3 separate regions of the Sus scrofa genome follow, and all the other regions are linked to region 2. A link is a contact called in public HiChIP or PLAC-seq data. All regions are on one chromosome and are shown on one strand. The core of a region is the stretch at or near the end of the contact, and the rest is flanking DNA. Distances in the headings are between cores, read along the strand shown. Region 1 holds the start of CASZ1 (zinc finger protein castor homolog 1). Region 2 overlaps CASZ1 (zinc finger protein castor homolog 1). Region 3 has its middle 20 kb from the start of MIR9861.

Region 1 (3,540 bases), core at 229-2,728, 66 kb after region 2:
CCTCAGCCCACCCTGGGGCCACAGACCCCGCCAGACCCTCGCCCACCGTGGCCGAGCCGCTGCGAGTGCACTGCTCCACCCGCCCCCCGGCCCGCCGGCCCGGCGTCCCACGTCCCCGGGCGCAACTTCTCTCCCAGCGCACACAACAACCGCCGCAACTCCCCCGAACTTTTCCCCGGACCCAGGCCGGCTCCGGCCGACAGTCACACGGCCCTGAGCCGGTGCCCCGGAACCGGCTCCCTGTGCCCAGCACTGCCAGCCCTGCACCCGGGGGAGGCTGGGGTGGGGGTGGGGGGTAGTGAGGAGCGCCACTTGCCGCGCCCGGAGCAGCGCACTTGAGACAAACTTCCCAGGCACGGATGAAAAAGGGGGCGCCGCTCCCCCTAGCCAAGCAACCTCTCGCCTCCGTTTTCCCACCAGGAGGCACCCCTTGGCATCCCGCGCCTAAGTGAACACTGCCTACCTCTGCCGGTGGCACCTACACCCTGGTACTGGGGCACAAGGGTCGGCTGGAGGGGTTCCCCACCCACCCCTTCCCTTGAGCAAAGTCTTGCAAAGTCACCCCAGGCGCCCCTCACCCCTGCCTCCTTCTCGGCCCCGGAGAGCGCACAAACCCCTGCAGCAGCGAGGGGGGGAGAGCGTAGGGGGAAGGAGTGATTACTGGGTATTGGAGAGCACCTGCCCCCCCACCACCACCCGGGAGCCCGCGGCGCGGGGGGCGCCCCCACCCTGTTTGCAAAGTCCTGCACTCGCGCCCGGCACCTCCCCCTCTTCTTCCCTACCCCGCCGCCCCCTCAGTTGGAGTCAGTGACCCCCAGGAGCAGCAGCCCTCCCCTCCCCCGGAGCCGCGCGCTGGGCATTCCCTGGTCGCGGCAGGCGACGCGCCGCCCCGCGCCCGGGTGCCAACCCTCCGTGCCCCCTGCCTCCCGCACGGCCGGAGTTGGGTGGCAGCCGCCGAGCGCAGGCTGGCTGGCTGGCTGGCTGGCTCGCTCGCTCGCTCGCCCGCTCCCGGCTGCAAGAGGCAGCCCGGGAGGTGGGGGGCTGCACCCGGGCAGGGGGCGAGGCGGGGAGGCACCCCGGGAGGCCCGCAGAACAGAGGGGCGTGGGGGAGCCGCGGCGGAGGGAGCGCCGAGTCTCTTACCTGCACTTGGGGCGGCTTTGGGTGACTTTCCAAGTCCGGGGGAAAAATGTGTGTGTGTTTGGGATGGAGCGCCGCGGGCGCGCATGCGCTGCCCAAAGTTGCCTGATCCCGGATTTTTCGCTCCCAGTCTCCGCTCTCGCCCGCTGTGATTATGGAATTCTCCGCGGCCGAGCGGGCGTGTGGGTGGCATGTAAAACCCGGGCCGGATCGCGGGGCCGGGCTCCGCTCCACCCTCACACCCCCAGACCTTCCCCTGCAGGTTTCTTTCCCACCCACCGCCCGGGCTGAGCTTGACTGGCGCGCGCGAGTGAGACGCGACCTGCGGAGCAGCATCTGAGCTTGCGGCACCTTTCTGCGGCCGGTGAAGCTTTCTCTACCCCTGACTGAGTGGACCTGAGGGGGGGGGACAAGAGAAGAGGGACAGGAGTGGTTACTGTTCACCTGTTCTCAGCCCCGCGAGCCAGTTTGCTTCCCACTTTTCCAGGGAAGAATTAGCTCTTTTCTGCAAGTTGGAGTGTTGAACCCCAAAGAACGTGATGTTCTCACTGTTTGATAGCCGCTCTGCACTTATTCTTTGCAAGGGAGTTTCCATTCAGTCCATTGTGCAAGAAATAAATCCTTAAGTGAGCAAGACAGGCTCTGAAGAATGAACCTGGGGCCGGAGGGGGGGGGAAGCGGAGCAGGTGATGAACATTAAAACAAGTGAATAATATGATTTCAGGGAGTAAAAGGATCATGAAGAAATAAAACGAGACAGTAGGATAAGAGTATCTGGGGAGAGCTTCTTTCCTATGCCCAGGTGAGAGTGAAGGCCTCTCTGAGAGAGAACCTTCATACCCCATTGGAGAAACCCCCCCTGTGCTCCCTTTGCCCCCTTTGCCCACCTTGCCCCCTTCCCAGGTGGCTTGAGGTGGCCACCCCAGGCTGAGCCAGCAGCAGTAGCTCCTGTCCTGCCTTTTGCAGCTAGGCGATCCCTATCCCAGGACTGAGCGAGTCAAGGTACCTGTGTTCCCTTCTGAATAAGAACAGGATGGAATTAGACTTGAAAGGAAGGCTCCGGAACACTCCCACGGTGAGATGGGAGAAATTGACCACCATAGTAAACAAATAACTGAATGATTCCTTGAATAGGTGAATAAACATTCAAAGTATGACCAGCAGCTTTAAGAAGGGTCCAACAGAAGGCATGAAACTATGCCACAGGCTGGAAAACACTGTTGCAGGCTGGTAGACTCGGAGATCTAATCAGCAAGGTTTCTGCAAAACCTCTCGGGACGAGCGAAGGGTGATGACCTAGAAGCGGGGAGGTGGGTAGGCCTTCTAACTTTTGACTCTGGGCTCATTCCACTGGGTCGTAGTTGGGGGGGTGGGGTAGGGTGGGGGGGCAATGTAAAGACAGACATCCTTAACAGCTTGGGTTTGGGGGGGGTCACCAGCACTCACCAGCCACATAACCTCTGTGCCTCAGTTGCCTCAACAGTAAATGGGGATAATAATAGCACTATTGCCTGGGTGTGTTGTGAGGCTAAAATGAGTTAATGCAGGGAAAGTGCCTGGGCCAAGACAGTGATCGATAAATGCCAGTAATTGTCATTGCTCCTTGGGACATCCAGTGCTCCCTCTGCTTCTCAGTTCTTCCTGTCCTCTCCCCATTCCTTCTCCTCTTCTGCCTTTTTTTTTTTTTTCCTCCAGCAATGGTCCTTCACTCATTCATGCACTCAGCAGGCATTTGCGGAGCCCCAGTGAAGAGCACATCCTCCTCCAGGGCTGGGGAGACGAAAAAGAACTCACAGGGCTTGTCTCCAAGGAGCTGGCTGGGGAGTTTGCTGGCCTCTCCCCTACCCCCGCTTCCTGCTATAAGGCTCGACCCGCACACCCCAACGGCCACAATTCACCCACCAAAATGTACTAAAACATTAATTCTTCCCTCCACTTTGTTTTTCTCAGATGCTTCTCAATTGTCCCATTTCCCCAAAGGAGTCTTTCTACCTCCTCTGAAGGAGCCACTTCGGGGGTGGGGGAAGCTGGAAAGAGTGACAAGCTGGAGGAGGGGGGAGGACTTTGGGGTGGGGTGAAAAGGCAAGACTCCTCTTCTTTTCCCAACCACCAACCCCCAACTCAGAAAAAAAAAAAAAAAAAAATTAAGCAAAGCAAAGGATCCATAGGTAGCCCTGGTCCCCAGAGCCTCCAGTGTCTTATTCCCCACCCCCAGCTCCCTTTGCAGGGACTGAAATCAGATGCTCTTTGCCTCGTTTGCTTCATTTTAGCATTTCCTGAGCTTTCCCTAAAATAAGCTATAAACTCTTTCCCATGGTCAGCAAGATTGAGCCTCACCTCCCTCCTCCCTCCCCTTGGTCACTCTGCCTCCGACACACCAGCCTCTTCAGTCACCAAGCCTG
Region 2 (3,312 bases), core at 469-2,968:
TACCCAGCCCGGGAGCAGCACGTGGCCACCGGGGCGATGGATGGCGTGATGAGCTAGGTCTGCTTGGGTGAAAGCAGCTTCCCAGCACTGGGCAGAGAGGCCCTGTGCTTTGCAGGTGCCCCTGTCATGACTCAGAGGGAAGGTCCAGACCCCAGGGCCCCCCCTGAGTCTCCCTTGGCCCTGTCTTCCCCGTGGCGTGGCTCCTCCAGGACCCGCTGCCTCCCTGTCCCATCGATACATTTCCACCTGCTTTCCTCCTGCATCCCGGCTGCTGTCACAGTCGGCTCTGCTCTGGCCATCTCAGCTGGCACGGCCTCAGCTTCACGAACACCCCGACCCCAAAGCCCTCCTTCCCCCGGACCCTGGGGTTCTTCTTAAGTCCCGACCACGTCAGGGACCGGGTCCACCCCACAGTCACACCAACCTAGCCTCTGCCCGAGGCTCAGTTCACTCCAGTTCTGGGTGGACACACATCTAGCATCTGTTTCCCAAATCCAGGACCCGGACGCGCTTTCTCGGTGGGGTTTTCTGTGGGGAGGTTGAAGAGGTCCCCCCATCCTTGCAGAAAGGGGGGTGTGAGGTGAACACCATGCCGGCTTTAAAAATACCCCGGGTTAGAGCAGAGGCCACGTGGTCAGAACCGGACTATAAATAAGCCACACATCGTTTCCCAGCGCCATGGCCCCCTCCCCAGCACCCAGAACCTTTCTGAAGAAATCAAAGTGAACACGACTGTTACCAAGTCACTACTAAAATATTTACCAGCCTGGCGAAGTGCCGAAGGTGCTTGGCACCGAGTGTTTGCTTATTTACAAGGCTGTTTTAAAGGGCAGAAAGCAAAATAAGGTAACCTGAGCTATGAAACCAAGGGGGCCAGGTGGTACCTACCAGCTGTCAGCTGTCCCAGGCACGCAGGGAGCTGGAAGCACACTGGTGGAGATGCCCCCCACCCCCAAATGGCTCGGAAAAGCGAACAGACCAGCCTTGGAGCTCCCGAATAACCCAACCAGCCCGGGCGGGGGCTTGGCGGCGGGGGGAGCAGAGGGAGCGCCAGAAATGAGAGGTGCTTCTGTCCCAGCCCACACCACGAGGCCGGCACAGGCCCCCAGGCTGCCCTGACTTGGGATCCTCACTCCGGGGGCACCCCAGGCACACTGCCCTTTCCAGGGGTGGGGGCCTCCAAGGGGCGGAGAGGGCGGGCAGAGGGGAAACCAGGCAGTGTCCCCCCCCCAACCCTGGAGGAGGACCTTGGGGAGACACGCTGGGCCCGAGGAGGAGACCGCACTTAAGCGTCTTCTTCCTCTTCTTCCTCTTTCTTTGAAGTTCTCTGGTGGTTTGAATTTAATTTTGATTTTCTCAACTTTAGCAGATTGAAGTTGAAATAACCTACAAATTACTTAATGTGCTGTAAATCTGGGGGAATTCAGGAGTAATGGGGACCACATGTCGGCGGGAAGAAGCCCACAGAAGGCTGAGGGGACGTGGCCATCACAGACCTGCAGGGGGCCCTCCCAGGCAGGGACCCTGACACCCAGGCCGCCCTGGCAGGAGGGGGCTTGGGCTCCCCTTGGGGTCGGGGGTAGGATTCCCCAACTGGCCCGCAAGCCCTAGATGGACACAGCGAGAACGTGTTAAGACAGTGGACGGACCAAGTCGCCGCCAGGGGCGGCCTGGTGACCGTGGACAGGGGGCAGCCAAGTAGGCTGCGTGCCAGGCGCCTGCCAGGCCCCTGGGCTGCGCCAATGCCGCCGTGCTGGCCCTGCTCCCCTCTGGCCTCGCGCTGCATGTGTGTGGCTGTCAGCTGGGCTCCCCCCCCTTCTCCCCCTCCCGCCCTCCCTCTTCAGCAGGTTTCTCTCAAGTACTAAAGCCATATGGTTCCAGTTAAGCTCCATATTTTTCCTTGTCGATTGAAGAGACACACTTTCCTCTTTGCCAGACAGTTTGCAGATTGCTCTGTTGGCTCAATTTCTTATTGGATTTCTCAAAAAACCTGACATTTTAAATTAATTTACAGCCACAACAAAAAGAGTTCAGAATTTTAATGGTGTTGTAAGTAATTTTTAGGTAATCCACTCCAGATTTTGATATTAACCTTTGAAACTGGAGTTCATTCAGCTACTAAGTCACCATCCCCAGTCAGATCCCAGACCTGGGGGAGGCCAGGATGGGCAGGAGCCAGAAACGGGTTCTGGGGACCCTGTTCTGCCAGGAAACCCCAGAGGGGCAGTGCCCAGGGAACCCTGGATCAGGGAGTGCCAGTGCCAGTGTGGAGGGGGTGGCCGGGGGCCTGGAAGATGGCAGGGCAGGTGCTGAAGAGTAAGTGTGGGGGCAGGGGGGCCTGCTGAACATTCGAGAAGAACAACCCCCCTGCGCCTCCGGCCAGACTCAGCAGGGGGGCAGCCACCCCAGGTCCCTCAGGAGCAAGAGGAGGGCTCAGGGCATGCCCGAGGCGCCACCTCAGTGCACCAGGAAATAACAGTGGGAACAGTAACGATAACAAGGATGACAGCTAACATTTGCCGAGCACTCCCGTGTGTCAGGCAACGTATTAAGTGCTTTCCACACACAAGATCTCACTGATGCCTCGAAACCACGGGGTAGCTCCGACCACCATCCCGACTAATCATTTTCCTTCCTGTTTTTGGCCACACCGGCGGCATACAGAAGTTCCCGGGGCCAGGGATCGAACCCGTGCCACAGGAGCGACCCGAGCTGCTGCCGTGACAACGCTGGATCCTTAACGCCCCGAGCCACGAGAGAGCCCCATAGGAATGCTTCACGTTTATCGAGCGCTTTAAAGGGCAACAGAAACCCTGTAGGAAAGTTATACGATTCACATCCCCGAGTTTCTCGGGAGGAAGTGAGGCCGGGAGAGGTGAAGTCAGGTCTCCCCACGGGCTGCTGTTTACCAAGAGCCAGAGCTGCTGGGACCCCATCTTCTCCTTTCCCTCTCCCCACACTGTTTCTCCTTTCACAAAATGCTACAACATATTCATTGCCCTCTGAGAGCTTCTGGCTGGAGCTGGAGGGCGACAGGGAGGGGGTGTGTCCCCCAGGCCAGCCAGGCTGGGGGCTGCCGGGGACGCCACCACTTCCTGGGGCTGCCTCGGGCCCGGCTGGAGGCCGCACGCCAATCCGGACAGAGGAAACTCCAGGCATGGGAAGCGGAGGCCTCGCCAACGTCTTTACTAGGCTCTGGCACTGCGCAGCCCCTGCCTGGGTACCGTGCCAGCTTACTACAGCAGCAGTGTTAGCATTCCTTTCCTGCAGGAGCTTCCCTGGGCACCCAGGAAAGGAGATGCAAAGATGGGG
Region 3 (3,468 bases), core at 422-2,921, 120 kb after region 2:
AAGGTCACCAGGCCCACCCTGGACCCATACCGGGTACTAGGCAAAAGACAGTACCCATGCAAGCCCCCTATCTACATACTGGTATCTGGGTGCTGGGCCCTGAAGTCCCAGCCTGGTCCAGCACTCTGTCCTCCTGGCCCAAGTCTTTTGCCTCTTGCCGTGTCTTTTTTTGGGGGGGTGCGGGGGGGGCATGCCTGCGTCATATGGTGGTTCCCAGGCTAGAGGACCAATCGGAGCTACAGCTGCCAGCCTACACCACAGCCACAGCCACATCAGATCCAAGCTGAATCTGCAACCTACACCACAGCTCACAGCAACGCCAGATCCTTAACCCACTGAGCGAGGCCAGGGATTGAACCCACCCTCAGGGCTCCCAGTCGGATAGGTTTCTGCTGCGCCACGATGGGAACGCCTCTTGTTCTGTTTCCTTTCTTACCTTGATCATCACTCTTTTTTTTTTTTTTCTTTTTAGGGCCGCATCTGTGGCACATGGAACTTCCCAGGCTAGGAGTCGACTTAGAGCTTCGGCCACACCAATGCCAGATCCGACCCACACCTGTGATCTATACCGCCGTCTGCGGCAATGCTGGACCCTTAACCCACTGAGCGAGGCCAAGGGTCGAACCTACATCCTCATGGACACTACGTCAGGTTCTTAACCTGCCGAGCCACAATGGGAACTCCCTGATCATCACTCTTGACACATAGAACAGAGTTATGAACTTGACAGCCCCTTACAGAGAAGATTAGGAAATACCACCTTCCTGCCTTGGTCTACACGGAGAAAAACCCCCTTGCGGTTTGACTCAGGTATCACCATGACAACCATCCCCTGGACCAGCACCCGTGATCACCATGACGACCATCATGGCCGGCCTCATCCCAGGCTTCTTTGCCCCTGTGACCCTGCCCCGTCAGATTCCTTTGCTTGGAGTGTTTTTCCCCCTGACACCTCCACGGTGATGACTTAACTCAAGAACCAGCCCCCCTCCCCCAGGAAGCATCTCACCCTCAAGTCTGGGTTGGGATCCCCTTCTCTGCTCCCAGGACCCATTCCGCTCCCTTAGGTCAGGCCCTGGGCGGTTCACCAGTCTTATTGCTCTCCCGCCTGCCCTCTAGATGGTGAGCTCCTTGGGGGCAGGGCTGAGTCCTTAGCTTTATATTCCTGGCGCAGAGCCTGGCGCCGAGTGGGAGCTCAAGAAATATTTGTTGAATTCGATGAAGGCTTGTTAAACAAACGTAGGAAATGTTGCAAATCATGAATCAGAGAGCTTTTGGCAGGAAAGAAGAGGGGGGGATGTTCTCTCTTCCTCAGGGTGGGGCCAAGGAGGGGAGAAATGGGGGGAGCTGCCTGTGGACTGGGGAGGGCAATGGGGCGACTGTGGTAAAACTTCCCTGGCCGGGAATATACTCGGTCAGCTGGGAAGCCCGCTCAGACCATAGCCTCTGGCCCGGTGTTCAGCAAAGTGGGGTCAGGGGTTCAGCTGCCCACCAGCCTGGCCCTTTCCTTGGGGACCCTCTGCCTGGGGGAGGTGGAGGAAGAGGAGGCAGACCGCCCCCCGCCACAGCCATGCGCCCTGTGGCCTCCACTCGACCCCTTTAAGACAGGCCGGGCGGCCTCCCTTTGCTTGTTGAAACTGTTCAGTTTTCGGACAGGACAGAGGAGGGGGGCGGGGGGGAGGTCACACCTGTTGTGGAACTTGAGAGAAGGCTTATTTATAAATGTTCAGGGCTCGGGATTCTTGCGGAGCTGATGTCCGGAGGGGAAGGTCACCAAAATGCTTGTTTATAAAAGCAACAGCAACTGGGAACTCCATAAACGGGCTAAACGATGAAATTAACAAGCCACCAGAGGCGGGGCACGGCGGGGCACGGCGGGGCCTCTCCTGCTCCGGGCACTGCCGCCGGGCAGAGCCCCAGGCCTGCCTCCAAGCCAGGTCCCTCCCTGGCCCCAGCAGCCCTGCCCGCCCCCCCAAGGCCCGGCCTCCCGGCCTCCCTCCGTGCCACCCCCACCCCACGCCCGCCCTTGCCCGTCCCGACCCAGGGACCCAGCCCACGCGGTAGCTCGTCCAGGGTGCAGCTCTTGCTAAGCCATCCCGGCAAGCGCTGTTCCTTCATCACCCCAAGGTGAGCACCTCTGGGTCCCCAACTTCCCTGAACCCCCAAATTGCTATGCTGGTGCCCAATTGGGGGGGTTGTTAGTTTTTTGTTTTTATTTTTTTTCTCTCTGTGGCCAGAGGCAACCTTCCAGCCTGCCCCTGCCCTACCTAGGGATGGGCCTGGGGCTCACTTGGAAGTGGCAGAGGGCAGGTATTCTGCCCCCCTCCCCGCCCCCGCACCATGGTCACCCACTCCCTGGCCTGTCCAATTCCCAGTTTCAGGAAAGCTGTGTTTTCCTTGGGTGACTGATGGCTGAACAGGTGGCTTCTGGGTTAGAGAGTGTCAAGTGAACAGCGGCCGGGAGAAGTGGCCCTTTTATGGCTCACTTTCGCTGCTCGCCCCGTTCTTGGCCGCTGACAGCTCCCTGGCCACCCCCCGCCCCACGACCCGGGTGAGGTCGTGTGTCAGGCTGCCCACCCATCCTGGCCCTGCAGCCCACCAGCCGGGCCGTCCACACACGGATTCCTCACCGAGGGGGCGTGGGGACAGCTGAGGGGGGGAGTGAAGCCTGCCCTCCTGCACACCCTCACACACTAACACGCACGCACACGCCACACATGTGATCACAGACACTTGCGAACATATAGTCACATGAGAGGACACGAGTTCCCTTGGACGCCAAACGCCTGCCCCTGCCTCTCCATTTTCCCTCAAATTCAGCCAGGGTTGGCCAAATGACTGCGTGCCCAGCAGCGTGCCCAGCCACTCCTGGACCCGACGTGCACAGCAACTCTCAGCCCGCCTTGTACATACACAGGCTCCCTGCGGGCCTCTCCCCCTAGCCTTTGCCTCAGTTTCCCGCCGTGTGTGTCTCTCTCTGTCTCAGAGACTCCTAATCACTCTCCTTCCTCTCTGTGTCTCTGAGTCAGTCTGTTTCTGTTTGCCTTCTTCTTTCTCTGCTCTCTCTCCCTACCTTGTTCTAGATAAATCTGTCCCTTTGGGTCTTTCTCTCCTTCCCTCTCTCCTCTCCCTGTCGCCCCTCCCCCTGTCGCCCCTCTCCTCTCCCTCCCTGGCACATCCCCGACCCTGTCAGCACATCTCCAGCATCCTCATTGTCAGATCTAGTTTCTCCCTCAGCCTCACGACCCAGAATTTCCTTTTTTTTTTTTTTTTGGTCTTTTTAGGGCCGTGCCCACTGCGTTGGGAAGTTCCCGGGCTAGGGGTCAAATCAGAGCTGAAGCCACTGGCCTACACCACAGCCACAGCAACGCCAGATCTGAGCCCTGTCTGCGACCTCCACCACAGCTCACGGCAATGCCGGATCCTTAACCCACTGAGCAAGGCCAGGGATCGAACCCACAACTTCCT

The links. HiChIP or PLAC-seq counts read pairs in DNA pulled down with a chosen protein or histone mark.
Region 1: an H3K27ac HiChIP or PLAC-seq map of skeletal muscle shows a contact between it and region 2. The contact joins the promoter of CASZ1 here to the enhancer-like site in region 2. A contact is called at or near these places in 6 of 47 Hi-C or Micro-C datasets (embryonic fibroblasts, epiblast stem cells, fetal heart ventricle and 3 more) and 1 of 2 datasets of contacts at active chromatin or transcription factors (skeletal muscle).
Region 3: an H3K27ac HiChIP or PLAC-seq map of skeletal muscle shows a contact between it and region 2. The contact joins two enhancer-like sites. A contact is called at or near these places in 1 of 47 Hi-C or Micro-C datasets (fetal heart ventricle) and 1 of 2 datasets of contacts at active chromatin or transcription factors (skeletal muscle).

The regions. Positions count from the first base shown.
Region 1 is chr6:71,028,017-71,031,556 of Sscrofa11.1, forward strand. It overlaps CASZ1 (zinc finger protein castor homolog 1), which reads right to left and starts at 1,479. Exons shown (of 21, transcript XM_021095326.1): 1 at 1,142-1,479. The coding sequence starts at 1,474.
Region 2 is chr6:70,961,818-70,965,129 of Sscrofa11.1, forward strand. All of the region lies in intron 2 of CASZ1 (zinc finger protein castor homolog 1), which reads right to left. Among named protein-coding and RNA genes, the nearest start is that of CASZ1, 66 kb to the right of the region's middle. Within about 2 kb of position 1,719, at least 9 of the 83 cell types and tissues checked have an H3K27ac peak or open chromatin away from gene starts, as enhancers often do. A contact at or near this core is called in skeletal muscle, where this site is marked.
Region 3 is chr6:71,081,445-71,084,912 of Sscrofa11.1, forward strand. No RefSeq gene overlaps it. Among named protein-coding and RNA genes, the nearest start is that of MIR9861, 20 kb to the left of the region's middle. Within about 2 kb of position 1,672, at least 3 of the 83 cell types and tissues checked have an H3K27ac peak or open chromatin away from gene starts, as enhancers often do. A contact at or near this core is called in skeletal muscle, where this site is marked.